Regions from separate parts of the Lactuca sativa genome. Here region 2 is linked to region 1. A link is a contact called in public Hi-C data. All regions are on one chromosome and are shown on one strand. The core of a region is the stretch at or near the end of the contact, and the rest is flanking DNA. Distances in the headings are between cores, read along the strand shown.

Region 1 (4,838 bases), core at 1,751-4,250:
TTGTCTGTGTGATACTTGTATGTGTTTGGTAGGGTGGTGAGTGCGGGCGAGGTCCCGTATCTCACCAATAGTAGAGTGTGGACGGTGTTCCACATCTCAATAGCAGCAGAGTAGGGGCGAGACCCAGGTTAGGGAAAGAGTGAGTGTGGGAGAGGTCCCATATCTCACCAATAGCAGAGTGTGGACGGTGTTCCACATCCCATTGGCAGAAGAGCAGGGGTGAGGCCTAAGTTAGGGAAAGAGTGACTGTGGGTTGGGCCCGTATCTCACCACCAGTAGGGGCGTGGACGGGGTTCCATGACTCATCAGTAGCAGGTCAGGGACGAGGCCTTAGGACAGGATCCATTAGTATATGTTTAGCTTATGTGTTGTGATATGTTTATGTGTTATTATATGTTAGCGGGCGAGGCCTAGTGACAGGCAAGGCCTAAGTAAAACGGATATGTATCTGAGCGGGGCTCGAAGCCAGGCGGGGCCGTTGTGGCGGGCGAGGCCCGAAATAGCAGGCGTGGCCTAGTATGTGTTGTATGTGTTCTTAGCAGGGTATGTGGTAGGTTGGGGAACTCACTAAGCTTCGTGCTTACGGTTTTCAGTTTTGGTTTCAGGTACTTCCGGTAGCGGAGGGAAGAGCTCGGGGTGATCGCATGGCACACACCATAGACTAGACAACCTAGGAATGTTTTACTCTGATAATGAAAATATGTTTTGGAAATTATACTCCTGGATTCATGTTATGACTTATGATATGTTTTATGAATATGACTTTGGTAATGATTTAAAGAAAAAATTTTGGTGCGGATTTTTGGGATGTTACACTAAGCTTTGTGCTTACGTTTTGTGGTTTAAATATTTTTCAAGTACTTCCGGTTCCAGAGGGAAGGGCCCGACATGATCGCACTGCATCCCCATAGTTTACTCCACATTGTCTAGTTGTGATTTCTAATATGATGTTTTGATAGAACTGCTACCTTTACTATCTCTTGGAACAAATGAATGAATGGTTTTTCTGGTTAAAAAAATGAATTTTTCACTTAATATTTTTTGGACGTTACATATATACTGTCGGAAAGATCGTCGAAAATTATATGCAGAAAGAAAGAAAGAGAATTGAATATTCGATCAGGTGTATAATAATGAGAAACAAAGATCTCTTTATAGAAATTGAATGATTTAATTATGCACCAAAATTGTGGCTTGTGCGAGCCCAGAATTTTGGAGTTGCATTGGTGTCTGCAGGTTGTGTCCGCATACGAGTTCGTTACATTTTTGTCCATAAAATCCATGATTTGCACCACCTGCGAGCATATATGTTGGAGTAAAACCATACATAAGAGCTTGTAAACCTATTACACATTTATGTTTATAAACTCACTAAGAGTTTGTTCATTTTTCCTATTTGTGACACATTCTCCCACCAATTTTATTTGCTAACTTTATTTCCAAATACTCATCTTTGAACATCAATATCTCATTCACATGTTTTTCGTTTTAGACAAAACATATATCGTTTCGAAGCTCTCACGGAGGAGAACACAACCCACTACGGGCTAATAAAATAATATATATATATATATATATATATATATATATATATATATATATATATATATATATATGTGTGTGTGTGTGTGTGTGTGTGTCCAAAGTCAAATAAAAATACATAATTTTTATTAAATTCCCTACAATATACATGTCATGAGCTCCTCCCATGACCATGTTACAGTCGTGCACACCGTCATTGGTGTCACGGCCGTGGCATTTCATGGTGTGTGACACGGTAAGCAACCGACGAATGAGGAAGAAGCTTGAGGCATTAGCCGCATTACCCAATAGGGAAGAGTGTGTGTGAGTTTTCTCCAACCAATTTCCTTCTTCCTCTCTTTTCTTTTCCCTATTCATCTCTCTTCTTCCTGAAGATGGCTCATGTTGCAGTTACACCAACAAGAAGATGGTGGCAAGGGGGAGATAAATGGCCTGAGGAGTATACCTCATGGTCTTATAGTAGAAAAAAAGTGATTTCCGATATCCAAATTTGAGCTATAATATCAAGTAGGAATATACAATGTATAGTTCTTATTTATAATTTATAAATTATTTAAAACCAATAATCTTTATTTGTACACATTCACAAAAAACAAGGAATACAAGAGTCTAGAATTCCAATATAGTTTCAAAGATTTTTTTTGGTCTTGATATCGACACATATGAAATTTTGAGTTAACTAAACACAAATTCATGGTTTCATGCGATTTCTTTAAATTTCTCACGTTCAAAAGGGAACTTCAATTTTTAAATTTATTTACTTTTTAAACTTAGTTAATTTATTTATTATTTACCTTTTTGAATTAGTTATTAAGAATGCTAACGAGACTAGTTATTATTCTTCCTTCCTAATGTTGTACAGTTGATCCCCATATTGGAACAATTAAGTTTTTTTTTGGATTGTTTAGCTGATACAATTTATCATTTTATAACTATATATATTTTGTTTTTAGAGACGATTCCATATATAAGTCATTATATTTTCAGTTTTTTATTAAAAAACAATATCTTTATTTATATAATTTTTAGACAAACTATTTATGTTTCAAAAGTTACTGATTTGGACTTTATCGACATAAAAAACAAGAATAATTTCAGATCTTAAATATATTAAAATAAATATATTTTCTCTTTGCATCGAAGTTTCACACTGATTTGCTTTATCAAAGAATATAACTCTTTATATTATACAAATGTTAAAATAATGGTTTTCTCGTGAAAAGATTATATTATTAAATTACAAGATTTTCAAAACACCAATAGTTTTTATAAAAGCAAGTAAACAAAAAAAAATTGTTTTTTTTTTTTATATAAGTAAAAGCAAATATTTTTACAAGATTTTTTTTTTCTCATTTTCAAATGTAAACGTGACCCATAACAAGGATTTGACACTTTGACCTACTTTGAGTAACTTTGAATCTTTATTACGTGTGAAGACGAATTTTGTGTCAAAACGTTGGTAGAAACATGCAGCCACGAAAGATCAAGTAGAAAAATCTAGAAACACCAATCAAGTTTACTGATAAATTCCCAAATGCGAAAGAAAATTCACTACATATCTCCTTCTTCTTCTTCTTCGCTTATCGGTTTTCTCTCTCTAAATCGAAACCCATCTTACACGCAATTGTATTAAAATACAGTTATTATGCCCCAATTACGCACTTCTTTTGTAACTTTTCGTCTTTGCTGTTAGTTCAACTGCTATCTCAACACTTTTCTCACATTAAACAAACAATTTTCTCCATCCATTGTTGTGAATTGGTGTTTCTTTACCAACTTCAGACTATTTTATTCAATGTTCTTTACTAGGGTGGGTGGTTTCTTCCCATTTTAGTTAATTAATTATTAGAACTCCTCAGTTCCGCCTTTTCAATCGAGATTTAGCCATTAAATCGCTGTTTCAACTCAATTTGATTATTTTTTCCTAAATGGGTCTTCGGCTTATCAAATTAATACCTGAATCGTTGGCGATTTGAAGCGACTTACCATGGATCTGGAAACTGGGTCTCGTCAAAATCATCTAAGGGTAAGATTGGGTATTTGTATAATTTGTTTGATTTAGGGGTTCTTCGAATACACCCATTTGAAATTTTTGTGTTGTTTTCTTCTGATTTTTTACAGAAACAGTCATGGAGAGCGGTTTTGACATTGGCGTATCAAAGCTTGGGTGTTGTTTATGGAGATTTAAGCACATCTCCATTATATGTGTTTAAAAGCACTTTTGCAGAAGATATTAAACACTCAGAGACTAATGAAGAAATATTTGGAGCCCTTTCTTTCATTTTCTGGACTCTTACTTTAGTCCCTTTGTTGAAATACGTGTTCATTGTGCTCAAAGCTGATGATAATGGCGAAGGAGGCACATTTGCTCTGTATTCGTTGCTTTGTAGACATGCTAGAGTGAGTTCATTGCCTAATTGTCAATTAGCTGATGAAGAACTCTCAAGCTACAAAAAGGAAATACCTAATTTAGCCCTGAGTTCTTTCGGGTCAAGACTTAAATCTACTCTTGAGAAACATGGAGTTTTGCAGAAGTTTTTGCTTGTGTTGGCTCTTGTTGGAGCTTGTATGGTGATTGGAGATGGTGTTCTTACTCCTGCCCTTTCAGGTTAGATTCAATCGCATCATTCGTTTGATTTGATTTCTATCTAATTAGGGTTCTTTAAAGATCGATTCTTGTTAATTGTTATTTTCCCAATCTATGGTTTCCCCAATTCTTCAAGATCATTTTTTGAGGACAAAATCGCAAAATTAGCGTTCTTTAGGTGTCGATCTTTGTTTTTACGATTGATATTTGTTTCTTTTTGGTAATAAATCTACGAAATTTATGTCCAAAAAGTTGTTTGTTTTTTCTTTACGCTAAATCGATTCAATTTTTATGATGATTTTGCAGTCTTTTCAGCCGTTTCTGGGGTGGAACTTGCAATGGCAAAAGAGCATCACAAATGTAAGATTTAAGATTTAAGATTTTAAGATTTTAAGATTTAAGATACCTCGTAATCTTTTTATCCTAGGTTCTCAAAACAAAAATCTCTTGTCTTTACTTTCTTGATTTTATCATGAGTAAAAAAAATGCTACAACTCATAAGCCTGCACATATCCCCAATTTACAACAACTTACGAGTGAAAAAAGTTAAAATTTCCGATTAAAAACATCAAAAAATGCCATGTTATTATAAAACTTGTAAAATAAAACAAGATAAATAAACCCTCCTTTTAAATGGGAAGAAGTTACTAAAAAATCCTAGGTTTCATCTAATATCAATGTTTTGCACTTTTGTATGTGTCGAATAATA
Region 2 (4,838 bases), core at 692-3,191, 380 kb before region 1:
TGGTTTAAACATATATCTAGTTTTTTCTTTAGTTCTTTGAATTGAAATGTGTGATGGTGTTCTCCTAATTTTGCATGTATTATGTAATTTGTTCTAACATCTTGCTAATTTTTTAATAAATTTTACGGTTCATAAAAAACATAGAAATTACATATCACCACTTACATATTAGATTTGTAATAGAGAATTATTCAGAAAATTATTAAGTAAATTATTCAAAAATTTATAAATCTAACTTTATTCGTAAGAATATAAATAAATAAGTATAAAAGTTTAATAATAAGTTTAACAAACACAACAATTTATCATTCAATTAATAAAAAATGTTATTCAAATTTTAATATATTTTAAGAAAATAAGTAAATTCGGGTATTTGTATATTTGAAAACATAGAAATTTTGAAAATTTTGGCGAAAAGCTTTAAATTTGTTTTAAATTTTTTTTTTTTTTTTTATATATTAGTTGAACATTAAAATATTATGAACTTTTGAAATTTTGAAAATTTTGGTTTAATATTTAAAAATTTGAAAAATTGAAATTTAGCCGATTAGGCCGCCTAGGACCGATTAGGACCCGCCTAGAACCGATTAGAACCGTCTAGCTCCGACTTTGACCCCTTTGACCAAAACCGATTAAGCCAACCGATTAGCCTTAATCCTATTCGGTTGAAGACCGCCTAGCGATTAAGCCCCAATTAATCGGCCGCCTAGACCGATTTTTACAACACTGATATATATATATATATATATATATATATATATATATATATATATATATATATATATATATATATATATATATATATATATATATATATATATATATATATATATATATATATATATATATATATATATATATATATATATATGAAAACCCCTCATATTTTACGGTGTACCATATTGGATCGAGTAGGTAGCTTCAAGTGCTAAAATTTCCAAACTAAAGTAATATACTTGGAACGGACTTGATCCATATTATCGTCTTAAAACCTCTATTGTTGGATTAAAGAGTTGATTCAATAGCTTGCCTAAGAGAAGTTGTAGCAGATTGATCAAATTTATCGGGAAACAACTTTCTTAGTAAAAAAATGGGAGGTGATATTTTCACGGATCTTTTTGATACACCCACTGAATTTTAAATAAAATGGCAATTATGCCCATAATATATATTTAGAATATAATTAATTATTCAAAGGAACGGGATAATTTGTAGCAAAACAATTAAAGTATAATACGTCCATGTTGGTCCTTCTCCGATGTTGCAATCTTCACCACAATCTACCACAAATCTCTGATTCTTGTTTACGACAATCTTTAGCTTGCAACTCCTTCCAACTCTACTCAACTTGTTGATCGTCCCGTTGAACCACAATCTCCGACAGAGTCATGTATTCCACCACCAGCATTCTCACTGAATACCCTCCGCTGTTCCAATTCCTCATTTCAGATTGTCTGTACAGAAAAATGAAGATAGTTATGAAGAGGGAAAGAAAACTTACACCGATGGGCTGAAAACGATGAAGGGGAACTGGTTATCGTCGACGTATGGAACGGTGATGGTAAGCATGAGGCCTACACTTGTGAGGCTGATACAAGTGCAAAACGTGACCAATGTATTTGCCCTCTGCTCGGATTCAATTTCAAACCTATTGCAAATTACATCAAATCGAAGATTACATTGAAAAGAAAACCATCATAAACTCGAAGAAATTCATATTCTGGTGATGAATTATGTGATTATTTCTCCTTTACCCAACACTAAGAAATTGTTCCGAGTGAAAAAGGAAAGATTGTCTCCGAGAATCTGTTTAGGTGCATTTTCTTTCCTTCCTTTTGTTCCTCTACGAATGTATATTGAACCACCTGAAAGAATTTCTCCGGCTACTGTTACAGTCTCATGAAGCTTCGTAATATAGCCGACAACGGCATACACAAGCATAAACAAAGGGTTGTCAACGACGATTGTTTACAACCTCGTAAAGCGATGTGTAGATCTCAAGTGGATGTCGTCACCTCTTCTATATTAAAACCCCATGGCTGATAATGGAGATTGAGAGCTTTCTCGTGTTTTTCAATTTAGGTGGGAGATTAAGAGATTTGATAAAAGAATTGTTTTTTTTAGTAAGTGCCTAAGTGCTCCGATTATTGAGAGACGGTTGATTAACCTTTAAAACAATTAATTATTTAATTACATTCTAAGGGGCATAGTTGTCATTTTCCTTGTAATTTCGTGGATGTATCAAAAACTGTCTTGGAAATATCAGCACCCTAAAAAAATATATCATAATTAGCATTCCCAGAGCCCCCATGAATGGAGAATATCACCCAATTCCACAAAGTTTCTCTATTAGTCTTAAGTCTCTACCAACATTTTCCACAAAAAGCAATGTTTTGGGTTTCCATACAATTAACTCCAAGACTACCATTGTCTTTGTCTGCCATAACATCACTCAAATAAATCCATGAGATATTTCTCATATCATTAGTTTTACCCTACAAGAAATTGCCACATATACTCTTTATTGTTTTTAAGATTTCCTCGAAGACTTTATATAAAGAAAAGGAATAAACATCAAGAGTACCCAAGACCGATTCGCATAAGAGAATTCTCTCAACAACAAATAAGGAAGAAGCCTTCCACATAAAAGCTTAGATTCAAGTTTCATGACAACCTATGATCAATTTGAACACTTGGTCATAAAAGATCCACTCGAAAGCCTGGGATATATGAAAGGAAAGGAGCCGGTTATGAAGTTAAATTTTCCTCCCATCTTGTCGAAATTGATCGTCAAAGACCCAAATTCCATGATTATGGATATCTAGAAATTCACATTTAGTCTTTGATGCCAAATAAAAGCATATTAATATACGAGTAAGATTTAAAGCATTAGAGAGTCACAATTTACAAAAATCACATCATCTATGTACTAAAAGTAAGATAAAATAGGACCTATGTAACGCTCCGTTTATTTAAATAAAATAATAAATGTAAGTCCCAGACTGATTTGTGAAGAATTTTAGAAGTTGAGGGTTAAAAGTGTAAGTTCCAAACTAGTTTTGTAAGTATTTATGAAAGCAGGGAGTAATTGGTAATTTATGGGACTTCATTTGAAGAAATTATGGAAGATAGGGGGTTGTTTGGTAATTTCCATACCAAAGTTGTAATGAATTTTAATATTCAGGGTTTAAATTGTAAATTTTGGACTCATTTGAAAGAAAAAAAGGAATGAGGTTCAATTATGTTAATATGGGGATATGCTTTAAGGCACCCGGTATATAAGCTTACCACCTTTGTAACCCTAACCCTAGCGTTCGTGGATTGAGTTGTCACCCTCTTCACCTTGTGACTCCCCAGCTGCCACCTCCCTTATACTTACGATTTCGATCAAACCAGATCGTCATCTGCTGCCGGCGACACTGTGAGCGACAAGGACCAAACGAGATCGGGCTTCGAGTTGTACATAGCAGACCTCTGAGACCGGTCGAACGAAGCAGCAATGGTTAGAGTTTAGAGAAGCTGTCATCCTTGTGGAACCGTAAACCACTAGAAACATCGCTCCTTCGTCGTCTAACGGCTCAACAGCTTCACTACCAGAGACTTCATGTGCACCGGAAAATCATCGAAATTGAGGAATATCGGTGGCGTTTGTCACGTGAGATTCGTGAGCCACCAGAGAGCTTTCAGTGGGATAATCGCTTCTCACTTACACCTTCTTCTTCGTTCTTTTGGTGGCCTGACGTCGTGAACGTCGGCTGAGATCAACGGTGGGTCTTGGCCATCGTTTTTGGGTTCCGGTCATCGCATGCCACTTATAGTGGTTGAGTTAGGGAATGCTTCGGTCTTCAGATTGTATTTGCAAGTATGTGTGGTGTTTACTTGGCTGGGAAACAAGGAACCGTTGCCACCACCGTGAGGTGGCGGCTGTTGTCGCAAGACCACTCCTGTCGCCACTAAGAGGGTGGAGGTGCTCCTGTTCTGGCCAAGACTTATATGTGGGTGTGTTTTCTGTGGAAGTGTTTTGTTTAGTCAGAATCCTCGGGAAGAGCCACCGCCACCACCGTGAGGTGGTAACTGCTACCATGTGTCGCCGCCGGCCGTTATTAGGTTGTCGTCTATGTGTGTTTGTATTAGTGTGTGTGTGTGTGATTATTTGGGCCTTTAGCATTGTAAAATGTAACTGGAAAGAAAAATAATGAAAAGAAACTCAAACCACCACTGTTGGGTGGTGGTTTTCGCCACCGGCCGCAGTGTCGGGTGGCGGTGTGCCTTGTTGGACCGTGACTAATTTGGGACGTTTGGACAAGGGACTAAAACCCTAATAGGCCCAATGAATCCTAATAGGCTGAGTGAAAACCCTAATGGGCCTTGTAAGCCCTAATGGGCCCAATGAAGCCTAATGGGCTAAGTGAAAACCCTAATGGGTCTAATGGACCCTAATTGACCTAAAGCCCCCAACAAATTGATAAATGGGTTAGTATTTGGGTTGGAAAAACCATAATGCCAATAAAACCCTAATTATGGGAATCGTTTGGGACACAGACGAGAATTAATTATTAAACCTAAATAATAATTAATAATCATTGTCAAACTAGCTTAAGCCAATAATGGACTTAATGGATTAAGTCCTTAATAGGTTAAGTAAGAAACACTTAACCCTAATCATCATTTCATGTGAAAGCCCTAATCTCACTCGGGCCTTAAATTGGGCCTTGTTATTGTGCTGTGGCGATTGGACTATTGGTGGGCCATCCAAGAACAAGTTAATGGACCAAAGTAATTAGATGGGCTTTAGGATAAGACCCATATGAGGACTTAGGCCCAATTTGGAAAATTAG

The links. A called contact is a pair of places that touch in the nucleus more often than the background predicts.
Region 2: a contact with region 1 is called in a Hi-C map of leaf, with 10 times the contacts expected there. The contact joins the promoter of LOC111884214 here to the promoter of LOC111884218 in region 1. A contact is called at or near these places in 2 of 4 Hi-C or Micro-C datasets (both in leaf).

The regions. Positions count from the first base shown.
Region 1 is chr8:307,812,405-307,817,242 of Lsat_Salinas_v11, reverse strand. LOC111884218 (potassium transporter 6) reads left to right here and starts at 3,000. Exons shown (of 8, transcript XM_023880535.3): 1 at 3,000-3,568; 2 at 3,664-4,150; 3 at 4,436-4,489. The coding sequence starts at 3,530.
Region 2 is chr8:308,189,134-308,193,971 of Lsat_Salinas_v11, reverse strand. LOC111884214 (protein COFACTOR ASSEMBLY OF COMPLEX C SUBUNIT B CCB1, chloroplastic) reads right to left here and starts at 1,941. Exons shown (of 3, transcript XM_023880531.1): 1 at 1,760-1,941; 2 at 1,502-1,648; 3 at 1,340-1,454. The coding sequence starts at 1,941. The coding sequence ends at 1,340.